Regions from separate parts of the Sus scrofa genome. Here regions 2, 3 and 4 are each linked to region 1. A link is a contact called in public HiChIP or PLAC-seq data. All regions are on one chromosome and are shown on one strand. The core of a region is the stretch at or near the end of the contact, and the rest is flanking DNA. Distances in the headings are between cores, read along the strand shown. Region 1 holds the start of PPIG (peptidyl-prolyl cis-trans isomerase G). Region 2 holds the start of KLHL41 (kelch-like protein 41). Region 3 holds the start of BBS5 (Bardet-Biedl syndrome 5 protein). Region 4 holds the start of PHOSPHO2 (phosphatase, orphan 2).

The links. HiChIP or PLAC-seq counts read pairs in DNA pulled down with a chosen protein or histone mark.
Region 2: a contact with region 1 is called in an H3K27ac HiChIP or PLAC-seq map of skeletal muscle. The contact joins the promoter of KLHL41 here to the promoter of PPIG in region 1. A contact is called at or near these places in 2 of 47 Hi-C or Micro-C datasets (heart right ventricle and skeletal muscle) and 1 of 2 datasets of contacts at active chromatin or transcription factors (skeletal muscle).
Region 3: an H3K27ac HiChIP or PLAC-seq map of skeletal muscle shows a contact between it and region 1. The contact joins the promoter of BBS5 here to the promoter of PPIG in region 1. A contact is called at or near these places in 7 of 47 Hi-C or Micro-C datasets (embryonic fibroblasts, fetal heart ventricle, heart right ventricle and 2 more) and 1 of 2 datasets of contacts at active chromatin or transcription factors (skeletal muscle).
Region 4: an H3K27ac HiChIP or PLAC-seq map of alveolar macrophages shows a contact between it and region 1. The contact joins the promoter of PHOSPHO2 here to the promoter of PPIG in region 1. A contact is called at or near these places in 1 of 5 promoter capture datasets (fetal liver), 9 of 47 Hi-C or Micro-C datasets (epiblast stem cells, fibroblasts, heart right ventricle and 3 more) and 2 of 2 datasets of contacts at active chromatin or transcription factors (alveolar macrophages and skeletal muscle).

The regions. Positions count from the first base shown.
Region 1 is chr15:75,939,106-75,942,027 of Sscrofa11.1, forward strand. PPIG (peptidyl-prolyl cis-trans isomerase G) reads left to right here and starts at 1,292. Exons shown (of 14, transcript XM_021076269.1): 1 at 1,292-1,448.
Region 2 is chr15:75,874,441-75,877,232 of Sscrofa11.1, forward strand. It overlaps KLHL41 (kelch-like protein 41), which reads left to right and starts at 1,254. Exons shown (of 6, transcript XM_003359548.5): 1 at 1,254-2,604. The coding sequence starts at 1,495. BBS5 (Bardet-Biedl syndrome 5 protein) reads left to right here. Exons shown (of 11, transcript XM_005671912.3): 11 at 1-510.
Region 3 is chr15:75,849,603-75,852,302 of Sscrofa11.1, forward strand. It overlaps BBS5 (Bardet-Biedl syndrome 5 protein), which reads left to right and starts at 1,258. Exons shown (of 11, transcript XM_005671912.3): 1 at 1,258-2,688. The coding sequence starts at 2,630. It overlaps LOC110257198 (a long non-coding RNA gene), which reads right to left and starts at 2,677. Exons shown (of 2, transcript XR_002339480.1): 1 at 2,523-2,677; 2 at 752-1,264.
Region 4 is chr15:76,005,861-76,008,560 of Sscrofa11.1, forward strand. PHOSPHO2 (phosphatase, orphan 2) reads left to right here and starts at 1,415. Exons shown (of 3, transcript NM_001243373.1): 1 at 1,415-1,640. CCDC173 (coiled-coil domain-containing protein 173) reads right to left here and starts at 1,332. Exons shown (of 9, transcript XM_003133469.5): 1 at 1,145-1,332. The coding sequence starts at 1,208.

The DNA.
Region 1 (2,922 bases), core at 42-2,541:
TTTTCATACAATAATACAATCTAAGACTTCTTAGGGTGGTTCCTTTAAAAGACACCCACCTTCTATCTCCAGATTGCCAGACTGGATTGCCCGATTGATTGCCTTGATTGCCGATGACTTCACCAAAAAGCAGGGGGAATTAATTCTAACATAATCTAGAGATTCTTAATCTCTTAAAACGTTAAATAACAGTAGGTGTCCTACTTCCCCTAAAGAACATTGGATTTGGAGTCAGACGTGCTTTGGTATTTAAGAACGGTGTACCAGGGAGGGAGGCACTTATCCTCACTGAACTTCAATTTCTTTACCCACTAAAACAATGATAAACTATATATAGGGACTGCAGGTTGGATCCCTGGTCTCATTCAGTGGGGTAAGGATCCGGTGCTGCCACTTGCTGCACAGGTCACAAACGTGGCTCCAACCCTATATTGTGGTGGCTGTGGCAGAGGCCTCAGCTACAGATGCCATTCGACCTTTGGCTTGGGAACTTCCATATGCAGCAAACAAAAACAACAACAAAACAATAACAAAGAGGTCCAATGCCCTTTGTAATTTTCTTCTTTCCTCATGTAGTGTTTTGTTCACTTCCGTGTTTTTTTTTCCCCCTTTTTGGCCACACCCCCGAACGCAGAAGTTCCTTGGCCAGGGGCGGAACCTGGTCCACAGCAGCAACTCAAGCGCAGCAGTGACCATGCCAGGTCCTTAACCTGCAGAGCCACAGAGGAACTCCTCACTTTTTCTTTTCGTTTGTTTGTTTTCTTTTTAGGGCCTCAGTGCCACATGTGGAAGTTCTCAGGCTAGGGGTCAAATGTGAGCTACAGCTGCCGGCCTAGAACACAGCCACAGCAAAGTGCCAGATCCTAGACACACCTGCGACCTACACAGCAGGTATTGGCAACTCCCCATCCTTAACCCAGTGAGCGCAGCCAGGGATAGAACCCGCATCCTCATGGATGCTAGTGGGGTTCTTTTCTGCTGAGCCACAGCGGGAACTCCCAGTTCTGTTTTTTAAGACTTGTGTCATAGCCATTAACTGGAAGCTGACCTGGAAGCTTCTAGGGTCTCCTTCCCATACCCTGGCAGAGGATCAATAAATGTTAATTAAAAGAGGCACTTCATTTCACCAACGAGGTGAACAATGATTGGTTACAAACATTCCCAGTCAGCTTACAAATAAAGCTTTAAGCTACCGATACACCAGGAATTTAACAAGCACCAAAATCCAAGAACTCTAGGGAGGGGGAGGTGACGCAGGCAAGGGATCACCAGGAGACGCGGTCCGCCGAGCCATGACGTACTTCCGGCGCGACGCTTTCCCTCCACGCCGGGACTAGGTGGTGGGGGGAGGGAGGCGGTTAGTGGGCTTTAGCGCCTTTTCTGGAGGCGGTAGATTTGAAGCGCTTTAAAGAACCTGACCCCGGGAAGAGGAGACCATACTGGTGCAAGTAGGTGGCTGCGGGCCCATATTGTTTCGGTGGCGTCCTTTGCAGCAGTTCTGGCGTACGAGAGCGGGAAGGGCCCGAGGAGGGGCGGAGCCGCCGCGGTAGGCCCGGGTGGATTTAACTGTCTTCCCCTCGAGGTATCGGGGCTGCCAGGCTCCAGCAGAAGCCCTTAAGGACTGTGGCGGGGGCTTTGCAGCTGTTGGGGCTGGAGGAGGTTTCCAGCCGCGCCTCTAGGGCCTGGAAAACGGCCCTCCTCCTGCCAGCCCCCGCCCTCTCGGCTCGGGCTCACACCTCCCTCCCTGACGCATTTTGCCGCACAAGCTATAATATGGCGGCAGCGACGGCGGCCTGAACTCTAGGGAGCCAGGGTGATTTTGATGCTTCATAATCGTAAGACTAAGCACGGATGCGGGGTAGGAGGGAGGATAGGTGGGGAAGCGGGAGGCGTTACCTGCCATCTTGTCAGATTAGGGTTGGAGAGTGGCAGGCGAGGAGCCTGGATCACAGGGGTTAAGATTAGACTGAAGACAGGCTTTTCCCCTACTCCGACCTTTTCCTCTCACAGCGGCTATCCTGCGTGGTGAAGTAGCACAGGCCACTTAGTTAAGCATTCTCCTGTTTCTCAAATCCAGGATGTTCCCTTCTCATCCCAGAGCTGACTCCAAGTTCTCCCACGTTTCTGAGGAGCTGTGAGCAGCGCAGGCCTTTCAGGCGATAATTACTCTTTAGGAGGAAAGCGATGGCTTAGAAGCTCCATATGCCTTGGAGGAAGTGTGAGAATTTGGCTCATCTTTAGTCTTTTAATGTGCTTAATCGAGGTCTGCGGGAATGGAGAACTTTCGGTCATTTTGGAAATGTAATAGAAGCACCATTTTGTGCAGTGATTTCAATTTCTTCCTATAACAATACTTTATGCAGGGCCAAGTTTTAGCAATAGTGATCATAAATAAGTCCAAGGAACAATTTAATGTTGTGGAAATTAGGCTGTTGTTAATTTTCAGTAGCTAAAACCGGATAGAAAAGTATGTGAGTGTGTCTGTTTTATTACCATTTGGCAAAGAAGGGCCAGTAGTTTCCCGGTTTGTAACGATGAAGAGGGGGTGTGTAAAACATTTTTTAAATGGAGGCGTAAAGGTACAGATATCTAGAATGGCTGTTTCTCTCATTCGTATTTTTTGTGTATCTGAAAATTTCTCCGTTTAATCTCCCCCCCTTTAAAAATTGTTAACCCTTTGAGATGAGATTATTCCTATGAAAAAATTAACGTACTTCTGCTTTAAACAGAGCTCATTTTACATTGTTTAACGTTTTATGATTCAGGATTATTGATACTCTAAGGTCTTAATGGGCCTTGTAGTAGGAGGCTGTGGTTTTTTTTTTAATTTTGTTTACTTTTTCAAGTTTTTGTATTTACAGGCTATTGTCAGTTGCCTTCCTCTGCTGTCAGGAGTATGCAGACTTACTAGGTTAGAAACTT
Region 2 (2,792 bases), core at 4-2,503, 65 kb before region 1:
CTTTACTCTTGGATGGAGACCTTGAAGTTTAAAAATACATAATTCCCTGATTGGGAGTGGAATTCATTTGACAAATATTTATGGAGCACCCAAGAAGCCCTGTGGCTGTAGTGCTGAACAAAACAAAGGTCCCCCAAATCCCTGTCTTTATAGAGCTTATATTCTTTTGAGCATGTTTAACCTTTGAAACTACAGTGTTTCTACAGCCCCACTGCGTTATGACAGTATAATTTTGTGATAAAATAATTCATGAAGATGTATTGATTTTTTTCAAATAATGCCTTCTGCATCCCTTGGTTGATATGGTGTCCTATTCCAGTCAACAAATTACAGCTCTAGTTCTATATATATATTTTTTATTCATGTGTAAGTCCTCCTGTTTTTCAAGTTATATCGGTGAGGTAGCACTTTGTTCTGATTTTGCTATGTTCTGTTGATAGCATTGTTCTCATGGGGTTATATCTGTTCCGTTTTACTTTTTATTTAATTAAAGATCAACACTTAAAACCACAGTGATCATATTTTATGTGTGTATACCTTCAGTATAAAGGAACTTTTGTCAAATCATTAAGATTAGCCACAGGAGCTAATTTTTCTTTTTTCTTTCCCTAGTGTTAGCTTTTAACCTTTTTTTTTTTTTTTTTCTGGTCTTGATTCCTTTTAACTTTTGCCTTTAATTTGCTTGTTTTATTCTTATTATTATTTGCCACATCAAGTACTTTGTAGAGCAGGGCCAGGTGTGAACAAATTAGATAATTTTACAATTTAACTCAATACTAATTATAGTTTTTCCGCCTGAGAATAAAGATAATTTAGAATGTCTTAGAAAATTAGCAGTTTCCCTGCATTTATTTCAATCATGATGGGGAGTATTATTCTAAAGTTTAAAAAAAAAAACTGTAATTAGAGTAACTAAGTAGAAGTTTTATGTTTCCTACATCTAAAAGAAAATTACATATCCCACTGTTTTAGGTAGAAAATAAAAATTTGTGTGTAACAGTTATTGGAAAGTTATGAGTATCCAAATGAACTCACCTCATATTCTTGACCTTTGCATCATTAATTCAGATAGCCAAGTAGTTTGCCACTAGACCATTTTTAGCGGACTGACTCATTTTTATGATTCAGTTTTCTGTTAGTTCAATAAGCATTTTCTTGTGGTAGCCTTTAATAGCATACCTCCTAATACCTTATGTATTTTAAAGCTTTCCACCTCATTTAAATCTCTTGTTTCTTAGCTGTTTCCTTAGTGATTAAAAGTTCCAGTTGTGCCTTTCAATCTGTAACAGCTGCAAGAACAACTCTTCTTTCCAAACCAGCTCTCTCTCCTAAATTCCCGTTGTTAGAGTTGGTATCTATATTTAGCTGGTGGGATTAAATTGCAAAGGCTTCAAGCTGGGCAAAGCACACTGATCTGCCTTTTTACTGCTAGACCTGTGTGCTGTGAGGAGCTAAGGCCTTAGTGTCCCCTTCCTTACCCAGGTTACTCACAAAATGGATTCCCAGCGGGAACTCGCAGAGGAACTGCGGCTTTATCAATCCACCCTGCTTCAGGATGGTCTAAAAGATCTCCTGGATGAGAAAAAATTCATCGATTGCACCCTAAAAGCAGGTGACAAAAGTCTTCCTTGCCACAGATTGATTTTGTCAGCGTGTAGTCCTTACTTTCGTGAGTATTTTTTATCTGAAATTGATGAGGCGAAAAAGAAGGAGGTAGTTCTAGATAATGTGGATCCTGCTGTACTGGATTTAATCATTAAATACCTATACTCTGCCACTATTGATCTCAACGATGGAAATGTGCAAGATATCTTTGCCTTGGCCAGCCGCTTTCAGATCCCCTCGGTGTTCACCGTCTGTGTTTCTTATCTTCAGAAAAGACTTGCTCCTGGTAACTGTCTAGCTATCCTAAGATTAGGACTTCTTCTCGACTGCCCAAGACTTGCCATCTCCGCTCGTGAATTTGTGTCTGATCGCTTTGTACAGATTTGTAAGGAAGAGGACTTTATGCAGTTGTCTCCACAGGAGCTGATCTCAGTCATTTCCAATGACAGCCTAAATGTAGAAAAGGAAGAAGCAGTCTTTGAGGCAGTGATGAAATGGGTGCGAACAGACAAAGAAAACAGGGTTAAAAACCTTAGCGAAGTGTTTGATTGTATCCGTTTTCGCCTCATGACAGAAAAATATTTTAAAGATCATGTTGAGAAAGATGACATAATTAAAAGCAACCCAGAACTCCAGAAAAAAATCAAAGTTCTCAAAGATGCCTTCGCAGGCAAACTCCCAGAACCCAGCAAAAACACAGAGAAGGCTGGGGCTGGTGAGGTGAATGGTGATGTTGGTGATGAAGATTTACTTCCTGGTTACCTGAATGACATTCCCAGGCATGGAATGTTTGTCAAAGACCTCATCCTCTTGGTTAATGACACAGCTGCGGTGGCTTACGATCCCACGGAAAATGAATGCTACCTTACTGCCCTGGCTGAGCAGATCCCTAGAAATCATTCCAGCATCGTCACCCAACAAAATCAGGTATATGTGGTCGGAGGACTATATGTGGATGAAGAAAATAAAGATCAGCCTCTACAGTCATACTTCTTCCAGGTAAGAAAGGCTGTTTTCATGTAAGTAGAGACATGAGGAAAGACTGTTGCTCACCATCCAGTTAGTTGACTTGTGAATTACTCAGACTGCTTGGATTTTTATTCTATTTGACATCCTATCCCAGTCCCTTGCACTTTCCCTACTTAGAGGGCTGGAAAATATGTAGTCAGTTACTGCATGTTAATGTT
Region 3 (2,700 bases), core at 8-2,507, 90 kb before region 1:
ATGAGGCTCCTGACTGTATTAAGAGCAGTTCCTTGAAGCACGATGCCCCTTGATGACCTGTGAAACTAAAGAGACTGATGATCCCAACATTCCCATCATTCAATGGTGGGACAGACACAGGACAACATTAGAGACATTCCAGTTAAAAAGTGGGGAAATGGAAGGTACAAATGAGTCACTGGCATATAAAAATTCTGACATCCATTCTGGCAAATGTTGGACTTTTATTAAATTTTAAGATCTGGGAATTAATCTTTCATGGCTCTTAGCTATGCCCTCTAGGCTCTTGCTTCTTTCCTCAGAATCATCTTTCCTTTTTCTTTTCTTTCTTTCTTTCTTTTTTTTTTTTTTTTTCCCTTTTTCGGGTTGCACCTGCAACATATGGAAGTTCATGGGCTAGGGGTCAAATCAGAGCTGCAGCTGAAGCCCACACCACAGCCATGGCAAGACTGGATCTGAGTCGCATCTGTGACTTATGCTGCAGCTTAAGGTAATACTAGATCTTTAACCCACTGAGCGAGGCCAGGGATTGAACCTGCATCCTCATTGATACTAGTAGGGTTCATTACCAATGAGGCACAGTGTGAACTCCCCATCTTTCCTTTTTCATGAAATGTAGTATATGTTTGCAGGTAACTTTATCAGCCTGCTTCCTACCAGTAGAATTTTGCTGGATTTAATAACCTCTGCCGTTTGTTAAAGTAGCACAACACTCCTGATACCAATATCTGTCTTAGATTTTTTTTATTTCTTTTTTTTTTTTTTTGTCATATTGCAGCATATGGACTTCTCTGGCCAGGGATCAGATCCAAGTCATAAACGGGGCAAGGCCAGGACCTTTGATCCCAGCTAAGGATCAAACCTGCATCCAAGCGCTCCAAAGACACTGCCTATCCAGTTGCACCACAGCAGGAATGCTCATCTTAGTTTTCTATTGCAGTATTTAACAAATGACCACATCTTAAAACAACAGACATTTTTTATCTGCGTTTCTATAGATCAGAAATCCAAGCATGACTTACCTGGGTTTTTTGCTTAGGGATACAAACTGGCTGCAATCCAGATATTTCCTGGGGCTAAAGCTTCATCAGAAGTTTTAATGGGGAAAAGATCTGGTTCCAACCTCATTCAGGTTGTTGGCAGATTTCAGGTCCTTGCACCTATACAACATGAGGCCACTGGAGTAAAGGAGGTCTCACAGCAGCTGGCTTCTTCAAGGAAAACAAGAGAGTCTCTCTTGCTCAGTCAGCTGAGATCCAGTCTTCTATAACATAGTATAAAGGAGGGAAGGATATTCCATCACTTTTACATCCCATCATCCTTTTTATATATTATTGGCTAGATGCAAGTCACAGGTTCTGCTCACATCCAAGGGCAGGGGACTATACAAGGGCATGACTCACTGGGGGCCACTTTAGTATGTGTCCACCACATGTTCCTTTGTCTCAGTTACACTCTTCAACCTGAGAAAAACTCCTCATGCCTTTCATATTAGTAGTATCCCATCTTTGGCACAGAGACTGATACACAGGAGCACCAGAGAAATTAAAGCTGCAATTATCAAGCTTTTTATCTCAGGACCCCTTCATGCTGAAAGAGCTTTTGTTTATATAGGCTATACCTACTGATATCTATTGAGCTATTTAAAAATTCACCGAATTCATTAAAAAGTAAAAATAACCTCACTATAAATGAACATGTTATATTTTCACATATTTTTCAAAAAATCTGTGAGGAGAGTAAGATTGCTTTACATTTTTGCAAATCTTTCTAATGTCCAGCTTACTGTTAAGACAGCTGTCTTCTCATTTCTCTTCCACAATCAATTCCACATCATATGGCCTCTGAAAAACTCCTCTGTATTGTATATGCAAAGATTGAGAGTTAAAAAGGCAAATAATGTTATTATGAATACACTGTGACCTTGTCAGCACCCTGCAAGGATCTTGAGGACCTCCTGGAATTCTCGGATCACACCTGGAACCACTGGTTTAAAGTGTCCCAAGCTGAGGAAAGGACGGCACTTTGATTCATTCAAAAAGTACTCATTGAGTGCCTACTCTGTGCTGGGCTCTGCTCGAAGGGAACTAGCTCCAGCAGGCCCCGTCCTCGGGGCACTTAGTAGAAGAAAGCTTAACGACCGCTTCAGTTCACTTCTGAGGGGAGACTTGAGTGATAAAGGACCGCCATGCAGAGATCTGGAGAAACAAGAGTTCCAGACAGAGAAAGAGGCCTCTGAGTCCAGCCGGGGTGGAGAGTGGGCAAAAGGCGCGAGGACTCCAAAAGGTGGGCTGGGCCAGTTGAGGAATTTAGTTTTAAGTCTAAATCTTAGCAGCAAGGAGAGATGTAGGGAATGAGTGGGGCAGCATAAGGAGGCGTGCCAGGAGGCGAGGAAGGTCGCTCATAAGTCAAGCACCCGCTCCTGAGAGCTGGCCAGCTACGCTTCCCTGAGTCGCACAATCTTGCCGAAAGCCTCAAATCGGCTTTACCAGTCGACTAGGGCCGGAAAGCGCGCAGACTACCTGGAGGAATTTTGGGCCTCGGCACCCCCCGTAGACGTCGTGACCGAGGTGGCTCCGTTGCCTTGGTACCGGCGAGACGCCGCTCGGCCTCCACCTCTGCGGACATCATGTCGGTGTTGGACGCGCTTTGGGAGGACCGGGATGTCCGCTTCGATGTGTCCGCACAGTGAGTCGCCAA
Region 4 (2,700 bases), core at 165-2,664, 67 kb after region 1:
CATGGCAACGCCAGATCGTTAACCCACTGAGCAAGGGCAGGGACCGAACCCGCAACCTAGTCGGATTCGTTAACCACTGTGCCACGACGGGAACTCCTCTTTGCTTTTCTTTTTGACTGCACCTGTGGCATGTGAAAGTTCCCAGGCTAGGGGTTGAATCGGAGCTGCAGCTACAGGCCCGTGCCACAGCCATAGCAACACCAGATCTGAGGCTAATCTGAGATCCACACACAGCTTTCAGCCAGATCCTTAATCCACTGAGGGAAGCCAGCAATCGAACCCACATCCTCAGGGAGAGTATGAAGGATTCTTAACCTACTAAGCCACAGTGGGAACTCCTGTTACTTCTTAAGTCCTTTACTGCATAAATACCCACTAGTGTCTACTGGTAGGAGAATGGCTGGTTCTCACTCTGCATTTGGCAGGAGGGACTCTATTGCTACAGAAGCTCAGGCAATGACAAGATAGTCCAAGTTCCTCAGGTTCTAATTTTCACCATGACAACACTAACCAGGAATTTACAGACTTAAAAAGCTAAAATCACTGGAATTAATAAAGAGCTCTTTAAATGTTCCACTGGGCTACTTCTATGACAAAATCAAAATTTTATAAAAGATCATGTGACAGAATAAGTTAAGTAGCATTATTTTTACATTCTATAAAAGTATTCGCATTAAGGTGATACCTTACCTTCACTTTAGAGTTGAAGAAATTGAGACATTTCCTTCAGACGCTTTCCTAAGAGCACTCAGTAGTTTCACAGCAGACCCAAGACTCTAATGAGGTCACTGATATTTCCAAAATATACTCCAATTCACTCAATGAATAAAAGCTTAAGCGCGAGAGAATTCAGCAAACACCAGTTCTTGGAGCTGCAACTGCGCAGCTTGAGGATGTGACCAGATCGTCAATTGGGATTCTCTGACTTCTTTTCCCTACCCTTTTTTCGGTAAGCTTTTCCCACCCACCCATTCACTCAAGGGCTAAACTGTTTCAATTTACACAGAGCCCAAGGATGCCCATGGCGCTGCTTTCTACTTGGTGGAGCATTTCAGAAGGTAAGGAAAGCCCTCCCTTGGCACCTCTCACCCCATGCTGGGGACAAGAAACAATGCCCGTGCCAAGATGGGCCAGTTTAGCTCACCCGTGATTTCCTTCGCCCGTCCACAGCGCCTTCCGAACCGTACCACCACCTCTGAGGTGCCCATGGCGCTCTCAGGTTGGAAAGGCGATTCCTTGCGAAAACTCAGCGGACTCCAGGCTGCGGAGTGTTTATCTCAACCGCCCAGTTGCTTAGCAACGCCGCCGGAAGTGACGACAGCCTCCGAAGCTTGGAAGGAAAGCGCCGCAATCAACCGGGGCGGGATGGAGGCGCGGGTGGCTGAAGAAGGGAGGCTGCGCCTGCGCGGCAGTCAAATCCAGGCGTGCGAGTGGAGCAGCCGGAGCTGGCGGGCAAGGGAGCCAGCCTGAAGGCAGGATCAGCGGGAGCGGCTCCGAGGGCAGAACAGTTGCTTTTCCCTGGCCTGGGTCAGTGAGGAGCCCTGGGGACTCCGCCTGCCCCGGCGTGGTGCTCCCATCGGCATCCGACGTGCGCCTCACGGGAAAGGACACCAGACTAGGTCCCTGCCCCTACCTTCCAGGTACCCGGCAGGTGTGTGGGAGAGCGAGGCCTTCTCGGGGGTGGAAGGTGAAGGGCAATCCCTCCTCTCAACTGTAGAAACCCAGGCATTAATTGACAGAAAATCAGTTTTAAGTACTCTGTTTTTAGAGATATGATCTGGGCTAGATAGGGTTTAGTTTGTTGTTGTTGTTGTTTGGGAGGTTTTTTGTTTTTGTTTTTCGTCTTTTTAGGGCCGTACCCGCGGCTATGGAAGTTCCCAGGCTAGGGGTCTAATCCGAGCTGCAGCTGCCGGCCTACACCACAGCCACAGAAACTCCCGGCCACATTTGTGACCTACAGCACAATCACGGAAAGGCCAGATCCTTTAACCCACTGAGCAAGGCCGGGGATCGAACATGCGTCCTGGTGGATACTAGTCGGGTTCATTAGTGTTGAGCCAAGAGGGGAACTTCCTATTTGTTTGTTTTTTTAAGGAATGTTAAAACTTAGATGTTGTTCCAGAATATTTGTTAGGACTATTTATTTATTTATTTATTTATTTATTTATTTATTTATTTATCTTTTTGCCATTTCTAGGGCCGCTCCTACGGCATATGGATGTTCCCAGGCTAGGGGTTGAATCGGAGCTGTAGCCGCCGGCCTACGCCACAGCCAAAGCAACTCGGGATCCGAGCTTCGTCTGCAACCTACACCACAGCTCAGGGCAATGCCGGATCCTTAACCCACTGAGCAAAGCCAGGGATGAACCAACAACCTCATGGTTCCTAGTCAGATTCGTTAACCAGTGAGCCACAATGGGAACTCCTGTTAGGACCTTTAAGATATTTTTAATTGCTTGATAAATACAATATAGTAAATTGAATGTGTTGTGGGGAGGGGAGGGGAGGAGTCAATCACCCTCTAAGGATGCAGAAACCTGTTAAGAGTGGATACGGGCTTGGTTTCACAAGATGCTTTTCTAGCACATATAAGTACAAATGATTTCATTACAAGGTAGTTGGCTATGACACTACACATTAGGCATCAAATTGAAATTGCTCAAAATAAAGAGAGGTAAGATCTTTAATCAGTGGAGTTCT